2 separate regions of the Mus musculus genome follow, and region 2 is linked to region 1. Evidence: chromatin contacts called from public HiChIP or PLAC-seq data. All regions are on one chromosome and are shown on one strand. Each heading gives the region's core, a stretch centred on a gene start, on an enhancer-like site or on the middle of the called end of the contact. The rest is flanking DNA. Distances are from core to core; before and after follow the strand shown.

Region 1 (3,164 bases), core at 42-2,541:
GTTATCTCCTCTTTCAAATGAAACCAGTCTCAAACTCTGTCTTTTCTGGAGGAGACTGGACGGCTGTTATCTTGGTTTCCATATTGTTTTGCAAGATCTGTAGTTTGTGGGTAGGTAAGGTAGGAAACTGTCAATGAGTGCTTCTAGGCAAATATGAATTAACAGCTACTTTTTTTTTTTTTTTGCAAGCTCATAAAATCCCAGAAGGTAGGGGTCTGTTGTTTGTTTCTTCTGTCTCTCTTGAGTCATTCAGGTACAGGGTGTGTCTGTTAATTGAAACTGCACAGCAGAGGAAGTTTTGTGATCACATCTGCTCAGGGTGGGAAGGCAGTGAGAACAGGGGACTTGGGTGGAACCACTTTTTAACAGAAGGACAGACAGACAAGGCATAAAGGCCTCCATCTGCTACTCAGACAAATCTGACCAAGGCCTCTTCAGCCTCAATCTAGCATTATCTAACAGTAGAAAAATGTGGACAAGGTGCAATTCCTTAGATTTGGGGATCTCTTAGTTATCTCTACGTAGACAGGGAGAGAAGAGGGGTCCAGCTTTAGGCAGGGGGCTGTAGGCACTGGCCAGTGAAAGGACAGGCAACCTCTTTCCCCTGTGGACATTCCTGAACTGCTGCTGGATTGTTTAAATCTCTGAGGCCAGGGCAGCAGCCCACCTCCTCAAAGGCCTCTGAGCTTCCCAGAATCTGGGGCACACCGCCTGGCTTTGCGGTCAGCTGAGAGAGGGGAACCCCCGGTCCAACATCAAGCACAGCACTGGCCCACTTCACCGTGCACCCGGGGAAAGCCACTTTCTGCCCACCAGACCGCAAGTTTCAAGGCTTCACCAGGATCGGAGTGGAGGGGGTGGAGGAAGAGGAGGTGGAGGACAGAAGCTTTTCAGTACTTCGGGGCTGCTCTCCTCCGACCTTCTCAGGATCCCCTCTCTGCGGCGTGGCTGCGGCTCTCCGGGCAGTGGCTCGGGTTTCCCCTGACCGCGTGGAAGTGGCCCCCAGGGCACCGGACCACTCGGGCTACACGGATCCTCAGGGCTGTGGGGTCTGGGACCAGAAAGCTCCTCTACCAAGTGCAGGCTTGTCCTCTGTCCTCTAAGATTTTTAACGAAGAAAAGTTTTCCCAGGGATCCCCATGCCTAGTTTCAGAGTCCGTCCCGCGCTGGGGACTGCGGGAAGCTGTGTGAATTAGAATTTAGGAGCTGCCAGGCTCCGCCCCTTCTCTTCCCTTCTCTCTGCTGGTTGGGGCGGAGGGGCTCCTATTCATTTGGTTTTATTTTAGTCACTCTGCCCCAGATCTTTCTGGGAGGCTGCTTCTTAGCAGCCCAGACCCTGAGGGGCCCCCTGCCGCTGGCAGAGGGCGGAGGAGTTAAAAGCATTAACCCCTCCCAGTCCCTTCCTAGAGGAGCCACCCAGCCTCGGCGGGGCGCTCAGAGACTTCGTCTTGCAAAAGTGGTGCGGGCAGCGCAGGCAGGGCTGGCCATTGGAGTGCACCGCTGAGGAGGGAGGGGACCCCAGCTCAGGGAACTTTGCGAGTGAGCTGGTCGCCGTCAGTCGCCGACAGCAGCAAGATGCGGATCGCGCGGTGTAGACCCAGAGTCCTGCGGACGCAGCTTCGTCCGGCTTGAGCGAGGTAGGGGGTTGTGAGCCTCGCAGGCTCCGGCTATGGGGCGTCCAGGTGTCAAGAACGAACCTTTAAACACAAACGAAACAAACAAAAACTTTGAGAAAAAACAAAGCAAAACGAACCCGGGCATCACCAAGATGCTATGGAGTCCTTCTTGACTGACTTCTTCTTGGGGCACGGAGTTTATGAAGTTAGAAAAAAAAAAAGATTAATTTCCAAATTATAGAAACGACTGGGGGAGGGCATGCTAGAGAAGCTGTGATTCATTAGAACGGAGAAAAGGGAAGACGCTTATTATTATTATTTTTTTTTTTTTGAAATCCTGTAGACAAAATTATCAGGCACCACGCCAATAATTTCCATTGCCTGAGAATGGACTGTAGCGATAAGAGTGGAGAAATGTTGAGTTTCGTAAGCTTTTGTCACAGAAATGACTACAATGTCTCTAGGGTCCCCTCCCCCCTCATTTGTTATAGAGTTGATCAATTACTGTGCAGACTTTAGAGTACTTATTTAGTGCTGTGTGTCCAACTTAAGTAGTGCTGTGTGCCCTTTAGGGATTGCTAGTTCTGTTGAGAGGAGGCAATGTTGGGGGTGTGGGGAGCGGAGGAAGTTAAAAGTGCCCATGCAAACTTAGCAGTATGTGTTTCTGGAAATTAATGTACCTGAAGTTAAAACAAAGTGGCGTGCTTCGTTATCGCTAGCAGGGTGACTTTCGTGTGTGTGTGTGTGCAAGTAAGCGTTGGCTAAAGTTAAAACTTTCTTAAGCAATCAGTTCATGGAGAAACGTCTAGGATTTGCTGCAATCTCTTAGGAGGGGTTCTCCGTGAATACCTTTAAACGTAATAAATGAACTTGTGGGGCGGTTGGGTGAGGCGGAGGAGTAAAGACAGAAGTTTTAAAAAGAAGAATAGGCAGTTGCTTCACGGAGGCGCCAAGCTTTCCTGTTTACTTCAAGGCCTGGCGGCCCACACCACACCTCGCTTTACCCTCTGACCATCGGACCCTCAGCACACCTGCTCCTAGGGAGTTATTAATAGAGCCCAGAAAACGGCTTACTTGTCAAATGACCTCCTACAAAGCTACTTTTTTTTTGGCATGGTAATGAGAAGGTGGGCTGGTCTCTTCGAGGTGTGTGTGTGTGTGTGTGTGTGTGTGTGTGTTGGGGTATGCATGTCTGCCCTGCACCCAGAATGGGCAGTTGGTGCCTTCTGTGAGCAAGCAGTCGATTTTCGCTTGAAGGAATCTCAGGGCTGGACACTGAACGTGGCAATGCCAGTGGAAATGGCGTGGGCTCGAAAACTAGAATGGGTGGCTCTCATTTCCATCTTGGTGGATTTAGTGACCCAAGGGAAGGTTTTGTCTCCTCAGAGTCTGGGTAAATTGTTTTTTCTACCTCTCTTTCTAACTTCATTTCTCTTTTGTTTGTTTATTTTTGTTTTGTTAATAGAAATGACCATTTGAGTTAAAAAAAATCCTCCCTGTGTCCTGTATCCTTAAAACAAATCATCAACAAAGTTGGAGCAATGCCTT
Region 2 (3,045 bases), core at 464-2,963, 240 kb before region 1:
TTACAACCTTGAATTTTAAAATTACAACCTTGAATTTTTAAATATGCTCTGTTTCGTTAGAAGTGATGTTTGAAGAAAAAAGTCTTAAATATATTCAGAGATCTAGAATATGCCTGGGGTTCATTATGCTACTTGGTTACCCAGAGCACAGAAGACAGCCAGACCTCCTCCACACTCTCTCCTGGCGGAGCCCTCCTTCATTTCCCTGTCCCTGCTCTCTCTCCCCATGGTGCCTGCTAAGTCCTAAGCCCCCAGCATCCTGAGCCCCTGGCTTCCTGCTTCTGCCTTTTGTGCTCTGTTCTCTGACCTCAAAATAGAAGTGAGCAGTTATATCCAGGAAGGAATTAAAAAGCCTCCTCCCAAACACAAGTCAGAGTCTCTAAGTTACAGAAGCCTCCGCCTCCTCCAGCCTCCTGTGTTCAGAAGCCTCCCTCTGACTGACCAGTGGCTCATTCAGGCCTGTGTTGTCTGCTTGAAGGATACACACAGAAGAAAGGGTCATCTCCCCTTCTCTGACTTCGTTTCTGGTTTTCTACCCTTGCCAACTTGTTTTTAACCTTTTTGTAATGGGCTTTAGTGTTCACTGAGTATTGATGTTGCTTGCCTGCTCGGCAGACACTTTCTTGGCCATCTTTCTCTTATTTTACTTTGTCGTATGTACCTAACGTTCAGGAGGCTGATTGACAGCCCTGGGTCTTCTGCACCCCTAGGTTTGTGTTGCACATTACACTGTAGAGTGCCAGTGCTCGTTGACTCCTTGGTGGTGGTGACAGGGCTTGCAGCAGCAGCAGCAGCAATGCTGGTGCCTCCTGACAGTGACAGGTACTGCGACAGGAATTAATGGATCAGTTACCACAGGGTGGGTTCTAAGAAAGAAACCAGATCTGTTTTCTTTCCTTTTATTATTATTATTTTTTGTTTTTGATGGTGGTGGTCTGGGGATGCTAAGTAAACACTGAACTGTATCCTCAGTTCTTGGTTTTTCCCACTGTCTCACTAGGTAGCCCAGGCTAGCCTTGAAGTTGTTCTGTAGCTAGGGCAGCTTCAAAGCTGCAATCCTCCTGCCCCTGCTTCTGCTTCTGCTTCTGCTTCTGGAGCACTGAGATAACAGGGGCGCCATGATAACCTGGTATATTGTTATTCTTGACTTATAATTCAGTCATGGTTAGTTACATTTCATTAATTCTGTAGTCTCTTTCATGGAAAAGTAAGATGGTTTTACATGACTTCATTCAACATTTTAAAAAATGTTTGTGTGTGTGGGTGTTTTGCCTGCATGTATGTCTGTGCACCATATGTGTGCCTGGTGTCAGCAGAGGCCACAAGAAGGCCTCTGGAACTGGAGTTACAGATAGTTGTGAGCTGCCATGTGGATGCTAATTGAACATGACTCCTCTGGTGCTCATGATCTCTGGGCCATCTCTCTAGCCCCTCCTTTGCATTCTAAAGTGATAAAGATTAACACGTTCCATCAAAAAATGTCAAACAAAAACATGTATGGCTTTGGCCCATAGAAAATACAAGTAAAACAACAATTTCTATAGTCATGTTCCTGACTGTTTTCTAACTGTAACTTCTTTACACAACAATGAGTATTGCGTGGTGATAGCCCAAGCCTGCAGTACCAGGCTAATTTTGGGGTGGAGGCAGGGCCAGTGAACTTAGAAGGGTTTAAATAACTAATTACCTTTCCCGTTCAAGAAGCTGTGGACTACTGACGCGGTAGACTTCTGGGATAGCTGCCATGCTTGCCTGTGACTCAACTCTAGATTCTTTGTATCAGGGACTAGGTTGCTTGCCAGAAGATTTCTTGGAAATTTGGCTTTCTCTTTACTTTGAAGGAAATTGAAATGAACACTAGGATTTGGAGAACCAAGCTGCCCATCTCTACTGGGACAGGTGGATATAGCAAATGACTTCTCACATGGCTTCTTTATCTTTGCTGTTGGATGGAGCTTTGGCGGAAAGCTGCTATCCCCAGGAGGGACTGATACCAGTTTGAGTAATTAACTCATGATTATGCAAAGATAATTTATCTAGCCCCTTTGTTTCTCTCTTTCCTTCTCATCGCCTTGGGCTACTCATTCCTTATTACTGTGTTCCCCACATTATGTTAGCACTGGGGTAAGGAAAATGGCAGGCAATAAAAGGAGCCCAACTGTTTGTCCATTTAACTTGCATTAGCAATTTTGTTTAAAAAGAAAAGATATTGTACAATATGTTTGTGGAATATTTTTTATTTTCCATTAAGATTACATGGATAAGAATTTTTCAGAATAGTTAATTCCTCAGTCATTTCAGGGCCATCTGGACTGAGTTAATCAAATCATATACAGGTAATAAATCAGAATAATTTATAGTAACAGCCTTTGTAGTGTGTGAATTTTTTTCTCATACAGTCACACAGGATCTCGACAACAGTGCCTACTCTTGTTAAATATTAGATAATACAAACAAAACTCCTGCAAACTGATAGGGCTGAGTTAATCAACACTGCTTCACAGTGAGGAAACCTCAGCTTTGGTTTTAATGTATAGGAAAAGATACAATAAATATCTATAAATAAATGCTATGTTCTTCTCCAGAGTCTGTCAGCCAAAGTAGTAACCAGTTCAGGTTTCTGTAAGTTAAGTAACAAATGTTGTAGCTTGTTGTAGGAAGGCTATTGGGGGAGAGGCAAAAGGCTGGTTTGTTTTTTGTTTTTTGGGTTTTTGTTTGTTTGTTTTGGTTTTTTTTGTCCTGACAACCTAGGCTGTCTCCTGTCCTAAAGCTAGCTAAATCCTAAAACTATCTCGTACATCCATCAGTATTGCACAGAACCCTGCCCCCTGAGTTCCAGAAAAAAATAATCCATAATAGAAATGGGTGTTTTGAGGAGCCCAACAACTGCTATTATACGGTCATATTGAAACCTCTTGTCCGCCACTGAGCGTCTCTCCTTGTAAAGTATTGGCAAGAGCAATCTTGTTTGGTTTTTTTTTCCTCTCCCCCTCTTATTTCTAGTTAAAAGTAGTTTTTGGTTGAAAGAAAGAAATTATTAGGATT

Evidence for each region. HiChIP or PLAC-seq counts read pairs in DNA pulled down with a chosen protein or histone mark.
Region 2: a contact with region 1 is called in a CTCF HiChIP or PLAC-seq map of the NIH/3T3 cell line, with 11 read pairs. The contact joins the enhancer-like site here to the promoter of S1pr1 in region 1. A contact is called at or near these places in 9 of 39 promoter capture datasets (the 3T3-L1 cell line, the C10 cell line, the HPC-7 cell line and 5 more), 2 of 15 datasets of contacts at CTCF or cohesin (the NIH/3T3 cell line and large pre-B cells), 5 of 484 Hi-C or Micro-C datasets (CD4 single positive thymocytes, embryonic fibroblasts, myocytes and 1 more), 18 of 115 datasets of contacts at active chromatin or transcription factors (CD8 T cells, the NIH/3T3 cell line, cardiomyocytes and 15 more) and 2 of 9 other capture datasets (adipose tissue and liver).

The regions. Positions count from the first base shown.
Region 1 is chr3:115,713,182-115,716,345 of GRCm38.p6, reverse strand. It overlaps S1pr1 (sphingosine-1-phosphate receptor 1), which reads left to right and starts at 1,291. Exons shown (of 2, transcript NM_007901.5): 1 at 1,291-1,637.
Region 2 is chr3:115,948,734-115,951,778 of GRCm38.p6, reverse strand. The region is part of intron 10 of Slc30a7 (solute carrier family 30 (zinc transporter), member 7); the gene reads left to right. Among named protein-coding and RNA genes, the nearest start is that of Mir669n, 30 kb to the left of the region's middle. Within about 2 kb of position 1,713, at least 45 of the 459 cell types and tissues checked have an H3K27ac peak or open chromatin away from gene starts, as enhancers often do. A contact at or near this core is called in the NIH/3T3 cell line, embryonic fibroblasts, neural progenitor cells and 1 more, where this site is marked.